2 separate regions of the Sus scrofa genome follow, and region 2 is linked to region 1. A link is a contact called in public promoter capture Hi-C data. All regions are on one chromosome and are shown on one strand. The core of a region is the stretch at or near the end of the contact, and the rest is flanking DNA. Distances in the headings are between cores, read along the strand shown.

Region 1 (3,431 bases), core at 222-2,721:
TATGTATAAGATTTGTACTCTAACTACTATAAGATATTGCTGAGAAAATTAAAGAAGATTGAAATAAATGAAAAATTGTTCATGGATTCAAATATTGTTAAAAATGTCAAATCACCCCAGGTTCATCCAATATGCTTTTTTTTGGGGGGGGTAGGAATTGGCAGGTTGATTATTTCATAGTAAAATGCAAAGACCCCACAATAGTCAATATAATATTTACCCAAAAAAATAAAGCAGTATTAGCAAATAGATAAGTAGAACAGAATAGGCCTGCACATATACAGGCAATTGACTTTTTTTGACAAAGGTGCCAAGGCTATTATTCAACTGGAGAAGGAAACGTTTTCAACAAATGAAATAGTTTGTGGGGAACAATTAGAAGTATGGGAAAAAAAGAAGCCTTGACCCTTACTTAGCTCACACCACAATGAGATTAATCTGAGATATCATAACCTAAGTGTAAAAGCTAAAAACACAAAGATTCTAAAGGAAAACAGAATATCTCTATGGCTTTAGAGAAGGCAAAGATTTACCAAGGCAATAAATAAAACTTAAAAGAGAAACTGATAAATATCTTTGTGCTCAAAGGGCACTTTTTTTTTTTTTTTTCCGGCCTTTTATGGCCACATCCGTGGTATATAGAGGCTCCCAGGCTAGGGGTCCAATCTGAGCTGTAGCTGCGTCCACAGTGACGGGGGATCCGAGCGGCGCCTGTGACCTACACCACAGCTCAGGGAAACGGCAGGATCCTTAACCCACTGAGCGAGGGTAGGGATCGAACCTGCGTCCCCATGGATGCTAGTCAGATTCGTTAGCCACTGAGCCACGATGAGAACCCCTCAAAAGACACTTTTAAGAAAATAAGTCACAGCCTGGGAGAAGATATTTGGAGTGCAGATATGGCAAAACTCCAAGCCAAATCCAACAAACAAACACCAAACTGTCCCACGTGTGTATTTCCTGTAGGTGCATCACCTGTCGACCCCACGCCAGGTGGGAATGAGCCCCTGGACGGCCATTTTGGAAGGTGACGTCTTCCTGTAAAGTTAGACTCTGCCCTTCCGACCCACACAACTTGGGAAAAGTGGTTACACCGCATACATTTGCCAAAACTCAGAACTGTACGCTTAAAATCTGTGCATTTTACTGTATCTCGACCGCTGTAAAAGCAAAACGAAGAGAAGATGAACCTCAAAAAGCAATCCCCAGGGGTCCTCTTGGGGCGCTCTAGATCCGCGAGCGCCCGCCGGTTGGGGAACCACGCATCCGAGAAGAAATGAAACCGCGCTGGGAAAGTGAGGGCTCGGGGGTTGGGCCGGTTCCGCCCTTTCCCAACTCGTCGCAGTTTCGATTCTCGGTTCTTCAGCTACTCCGCCTCCCGGCGCGGGGTGCTTTTTAGGAGACTCCCGGCTCGCCGGGCTTTAGTGCAGCCAGGCGCAGACGAGGCGCGGCCAGAAGCTGAGCCGGCAGTATGACAGCAGAGCAGCGGCGGAATCTGCACGCTTTCGGGGACTATGTCAGGAAGACTCTCGACCCCACCTTCATCCTGAGCTACATGGCCCCCTGGTTTAGGGACGGTGAGTGCTTCCCAGCCGCTCCTGGCCCTTGGAGCAAAAAAACCCAGTTCAGGTCTTATTTCCCTCTTGCTTTCACCTGTTTTTTCACTCAATACTGGGAGCTTGCTAGGAAGGCCGGGTTTGTGGCAACATCTCCACAGCATTTTAGACGAGATTGTCGGAGTTTGAGGTGCCCGACGAGGTCAAGAAACTGAGTCTCAACGAAATGAAATGACTTGCTTAGGGGTGCACAACTGTTTACATTAGAAGCTGGGGAAACAAGTCACTGTCCGTTTTATTGGTTTCTCCTAATAGTTCCATTTACCGTGTGTTAGGCTTTGTGCTGACATCAAAGATTCAGAAATAAGATACAAGTCCTTCCTTAATATACTTTACAGTCTCAGAATTTGGAGGTGGGAGACGGTGATTACAGAGTGCAGTCAGAAGGCCAAGGATGTTGAGGCTTACTCTGCGGGACCTTATTTGCACTTGCAAGTAACTGGAAGCTTGAGAGGAGCAAGACTCCCTGGAGTGAAAGGCTCCAGGCTTCGATTCAGGTTGAATGTAGTTCATGGGGCCCATGATGATGGAGAATGGCCATTTTACCAATTTGTGTAGAAGTGCATGGTGGTGAGGTGAGCAGGGGCTTGGGGAATAGAGGGAGACAGTGGTGCCTGGAAGAAGTCGAGGTGAGAGAGGGGATCTGGCTCCCCTACAGAGCTTTCCTGCAGTGAGGCAATTTTTGGAAATTGCATTAAAGCAGGCAGGTAACTTGAGAGCTAACTGCTGTGTAAAACCAAACCACAGGCTGTGGAGTGAGAGGTGAAAGAATGCCACCAACATAAATGGACCCCTCCACACCACCCCACCCTTGCTTTCTAGTTGTGCTTAGAGAGAAGTAACAAAATAACATCATAATAACCACAGAGGAGCTTGGGTCCTTGAAGACTCTAAGTTGGACAAGACCTCTGTATCTCTTTTAGAAATCCTTGGAATGAGTGACACCTAATAATCATATTAATTTCCTTTTTCCCATGCACTTGTGTATTGATTCAATAAGCCAGAACTCATGTGTCAGGTATTAGGCTAGCTTTGGAGGGAATTTACACATATTACTAGACATATTGTCTAATAGGAAGTGTTCTGTTGGGAACTGAGGGATCTATAGAAATGGTTCCTGTCCTGAGAGAGAGCAGAGAGCATGTGTGAATGCATGTAACCAAATCAGTAAAGTGTGGTGAGTGCTTTGATGGAAAACCATAGTGTGCTATGGGAGTGCATAGGTGGAGTAGTTTTTCAGAGATAGTAATTTTAATTTATAGTTATAATACAATCACAATAAAAACACCAAAGGTAAGTTTAAAAAAAGTAAGCTGAAGAACATTTTGTATACTCTTTTATTGTTTTGTTTTGTTTTAGGGCCGCACATGTGCATATGGAAGTTCCCAGGTTAGAAGTCTAATTGGAGCTACAGCTGCCTGCCGGCCTACACCTTAGTCACAGCAACACCAGATCTGAACACCGCAGCTCACGGCAACACCAGATCCTTAACCCACTGAGGGAGGCCAGGGATTGAAACGGTAACCTCATGGTTCTTAGATTTGTTTCTGCTGTGCCATAAGGGGAACTCCTATACTGCCTTATTTTTGAATGTCAAAGATATCATAGAGTTTTTATTTTGAGCCCTTCCCCAGAGGCAACTGTTTTCATTTAGTTTACACCTTTCCTGCTTCTTTCTTTATAATTTATCACAAAAACTTTTTGCTTTCTCCCCATCTTTCTCTGTTTTCTATTAGATTGATAAAGTTTCTCTATCTCCTGCTTTTTTCTTGGCTGCCTTAGAAGTTCTGATTTCTGTTTTAACTTTACTTGTGA
Region 2 (3,538 bases), core at 858-3,357, 110 kb after region 1:
GAAATGTGATGGGACAATTCAAGTCATTTGTTTTATCAGGAGAGAGGAAGTGATGAGAACATTCTTACCAGAGAAATGATCCTTTAAAAAGTATAGGTTGTTGGGATTTTAGGTTTTTGTTTTCTCTGTTTTCAGGTGGTAAAAGCAATACACGAATGCTGCAAGCTAGGCAGACATGTGATATTACAAAGAGTAACAGGTTCCTTCCATGGACTCTGGATACCACTGCCTGGAACTGGCTACTGTTAATAGTTTGGTATGCCTGTCTTCCACATATTTATAAGGCTACATATATGTGTGAACAAGAAGCCAAGGAAATGATCCAGTGAGGGATCACACCTACCACACACCAGCAGGCAGGACAGACACTGGATTCTGGCAGGGGCTAGGAAAGGGCCACTCACAGGGACATAGCTCTGAAAGTGCAAAGTGAAGGAGCCCCAAGATTGGGGGGATCATATTCCAATAAACTCCAGGCCACACAGCCACTCACAGAAATGAACATGGAGGAAAGGAAGGCAAAAACATGCCTCCCTGTTCTTTTGGAAATGAACTTCTCAACTTGCACAAACTCCTCCACACTTGGCCCCGGCTCCCCATCGGCAGGTCTCTGAAGGCACAGGTCCTGTGTGCCACATGACTGCCACAATCTGGACACGCACGGCTCAGCTCTGCAGGCAGCCAGAGGCATCTGAGAGCCCTGCCGGTTTCCAGAGTGAGGTCAGGCTTGGCTGAACCTACCAGAGGTTAACACTGTCCACACAGGGGGTGGTGTGTGTTCCCATTCAGAGAAAGATCACAAATAAGCGGGTCTAAAGCCCGGTGAAGTGACTAAAGCCTCTGAAGCATTTCCTTAGACCAGTGGTTCTCAAAGTGTGGTACTGGGGACCCAAGAGAGCCACGTGGTCAAAACCATTTCATTATAATACCAAGATGCTATTTGCTATCCTCGCTCTCACATTTTCAGGAGTCTACAGTGCAGTTTTCCAGAGGCTACATCACATGTAATAGTGCAACAGTCTGAATGCAGAAGCAGATGTAGGAATCTAGCTGCTGTCTATTACACCTGACATTAAAGAGATTTGCAAAAATACAATACAATGCCACTCTTCCCATTAAGATTCCGTTTTGAAAAGAATGGTTATTTTCATGAAAATATATCAACATATAATACATCCATTATTATTTTTAACTGAATTTCTAAATAAACATTTCTGTTTTAGTTATGTATGGTACATATACATATAACCCACATAAACCAAAGTCCTAAGTAAAGGGGTTTTTGACTCCTTCCCCCAAAGTTTGAGAACGGCTATCCTAGAGGCTGTCCAGACTCCCTACCCCCACCCGGGAACACCCTCACCCTACCTCCTCACACCACCCCCTGAGGAGGGTTCTAAGTGTGGCAGGGAGGGAGGATGGGCCATTCTAAAGTGCTGGCTGAATTAGGAAAGGCTGCCTGTGCTCCTTCCTGGATCTCTGAATCCAATAGGACGGGCTCTGTGCCCACCCCTTCCACGAGGGTCTCTTCCCCCTCCATTTTCATTTCAGCAGTTAGTGTGGACTCCCCATCTGTGCCCTCCTCAGTGCGGATTTCCCTATCTGGCCACCCGCAGCTCCGTGAGAGGCGCACACCCTCTTTGGGGTTAGGACTTCCCAGATCAGCCCGAACTGTCTCAACGTGGATTCTTCCGGCGGCCCGAACAGTCCAGGCAAATAAGGCTGAGGGGAGCCATTTCCCTGTCCTCCGCGCGGCACAATCTGGGGACAGGGCGAGGGGTCAGTCCCCAGGAACTAGTCCCCGATTCTCCCCTCGGCCTTCCCCGGATCCTCGCCCCGGGCCACCTTGTGCGCTGCAGCCGGGCGCCGGGAAGGTGCCCGGGTGCCGCGGGCTCGCACCCACCCCGCCTGGGCCGGAGCGGGCAGCGCTCTGGCCTGGGGACGTCAGTCGGGCCGCGTAGTACTCACCGGTACTGCACGGCAGGGTCTGACGGGCGGCCCGGCACCAGGCTGCGGGGCGCTCCAGTGCGCTGCTTGGTTCCAGCCGCTGCCTCCGAGCGCCTCCCTCTGTCGCCCTCGGGCCACCGGCCGAGGGGCGGAGCCGGGGCGGGGCGATGGTGGGGTGGCCGGTGCCCGACTAGGACCCGAGGCCCGAGGGGCGGGGTGGGGCGGGGCCTGTAGGCTGCGGGAGACCTCGCCCCCGCACGCCGGAGGGAGGGTGGCTAGAGGTCGCTGGCCGGAAGCTGTCTCCGGCCAGGATCCTCCTCCGCGGGCCCAGGGCCTGGGACACGCTCTCTATGGGGAGTGGAGTGTGACTGCCCGGCTCGCTAGAAAGTAAGCCCAAGGCGCGGGGAAGAAATGCTGCATTTTAAAATGATTTGGCCGTCTCGGTGGAGGCTTCATTATCTGGCGCCCTGGTACCTGCGGTCACCTCCCCTCTCTTTCCTTTTGCCCCCACCCCCACCCCTGTCTTTAATGACTTGCAAAGCACGCTGAATGACTTGCGGGGACTTCAAAGTTTCCATGATTACGAATGCAGAGTTTAAACGTTAATTTTTTTATTTTATTTATTTATTTTTTAATGTGTAACAACACTTCCTAATGCAGGCTGTTCACTTCTCAGAAGTCAGAGACATGGCCGAGTTGACACTGAGTGGGTTTTTTTGTCTGCACCGGCTTTGATATGTTGCTTGGAGTTGCGCCTGCTCAGGCAAAGGTGGATGATTAGGTCTTTCTAGATGAAAGGTGAGATATTCTTGCCCAGTTTATATAGAGAGTGATTATAGTTTTCTGTCTTGAGTTTCTGAATAAAAGGATGAATAAATAATAACTAATACTGATTCCGGCTGCTACCAGTTACCATGTACTTACTCTGCCAGGGCCCTGTGATGCATATGTTATTCAGTTCATTTCTTCCAATTGCCCCATAAAGGGAGAAATATGACCTTGTTTTGCAGACATGAAATGTTCCTTAGCTGGGATTCAGTCCCCAGGGATTTCTGACTCTTAAGCCCCATTTCATCATGCTGCACGGTAGGCTATAGCTGTCCCCTACTTAAATTTTATATTTAAATATAAAAGGTTATCTTTAATTTTGAAAGAGGACATATCCCTTTTATTTCCAGTATGGGAGAAGACTTTTTTCTCACCCACTTTCTAAAGTCCTTTCATTCACTTTCATTGAACAAACTCCAACCTGAGGAGTTCCCATTGTAGCTTACTGGGTCATGAACCCAAACAGTGTCCATGAGGACTTGCGTTCAATCCCTGGCCTCGTTCAGTGGACTAAGGATCTGGCGTTGCTGCCTTGAGCTGTGGTATAGGTTGCATATACCACTTGGATCTAGGTGTAGGCAGCTGTAGCTCCTATTCGACCCCCAGCCTGGGAATGAGTGTGGCCCTAAAAAGGAAAAAAAAGAAAAAGCTACATTCATAACAAGGAAAGGCAGTTCTTGGGCTCATCTTAGCCTCCCACAAATATCCAACTGCCACCCCTTTCCATGCCAGTCATAGTCTTAATTTTTATGCCCTCTTTCTT

The links. Promoter capture Hi-C pulls out the DNA fragments that hold promoters and counts their contacts.
Region 2: a contact with region 1 is called in a promoter capture Hi-C map of liver, with 6 times the contacts expected there. The contact joins the promoter of ACO1 here to the promoter of DDX58 in region 1. A contact is called at or near these places in 2 of 5 promoter capture datasets (fetal skeletal muscle and liver), 11 of 47 Hi-C or Micro-C datasets (embryonic fibroblasts, fetal heart ventricle, fetal liver and 5 more) and 2 of 2 datasets of contacts at active chromatin or transcription factors (alveolar macrophages and skeletal muscle).

The regions. Positions count from the first base shown.
Region 1 is chr10:33,890,340-33,893,770 of Sscrofa11.1, forward strand. It overlaps DDX58 (DExD/H-box helicase 58), which reads left to right and starts at 1,472. Exons shown (of 18, transcript NM_213804.2): 1 at 1,472-1,577. The coding sequence starts at 1,472.
Region 2 is chr10:33,999,788-34,003,325 of Sscrofa11.1, forward strand. It overlaps ACO1 (cytoplasmic aconitate hydratase), which reads right to left and starts at 2,108. Exons shown (of 21, transcript XM_003357729.3): 1 at 1,969-2,108. LOC110255598 reads left to right here and starts at 1,419. Exons shown (of 3, transcript XM_021064275.1): 1 at 1,419-1,779; 2 at 1,860-2,334. The coding sequence starts at 1,419.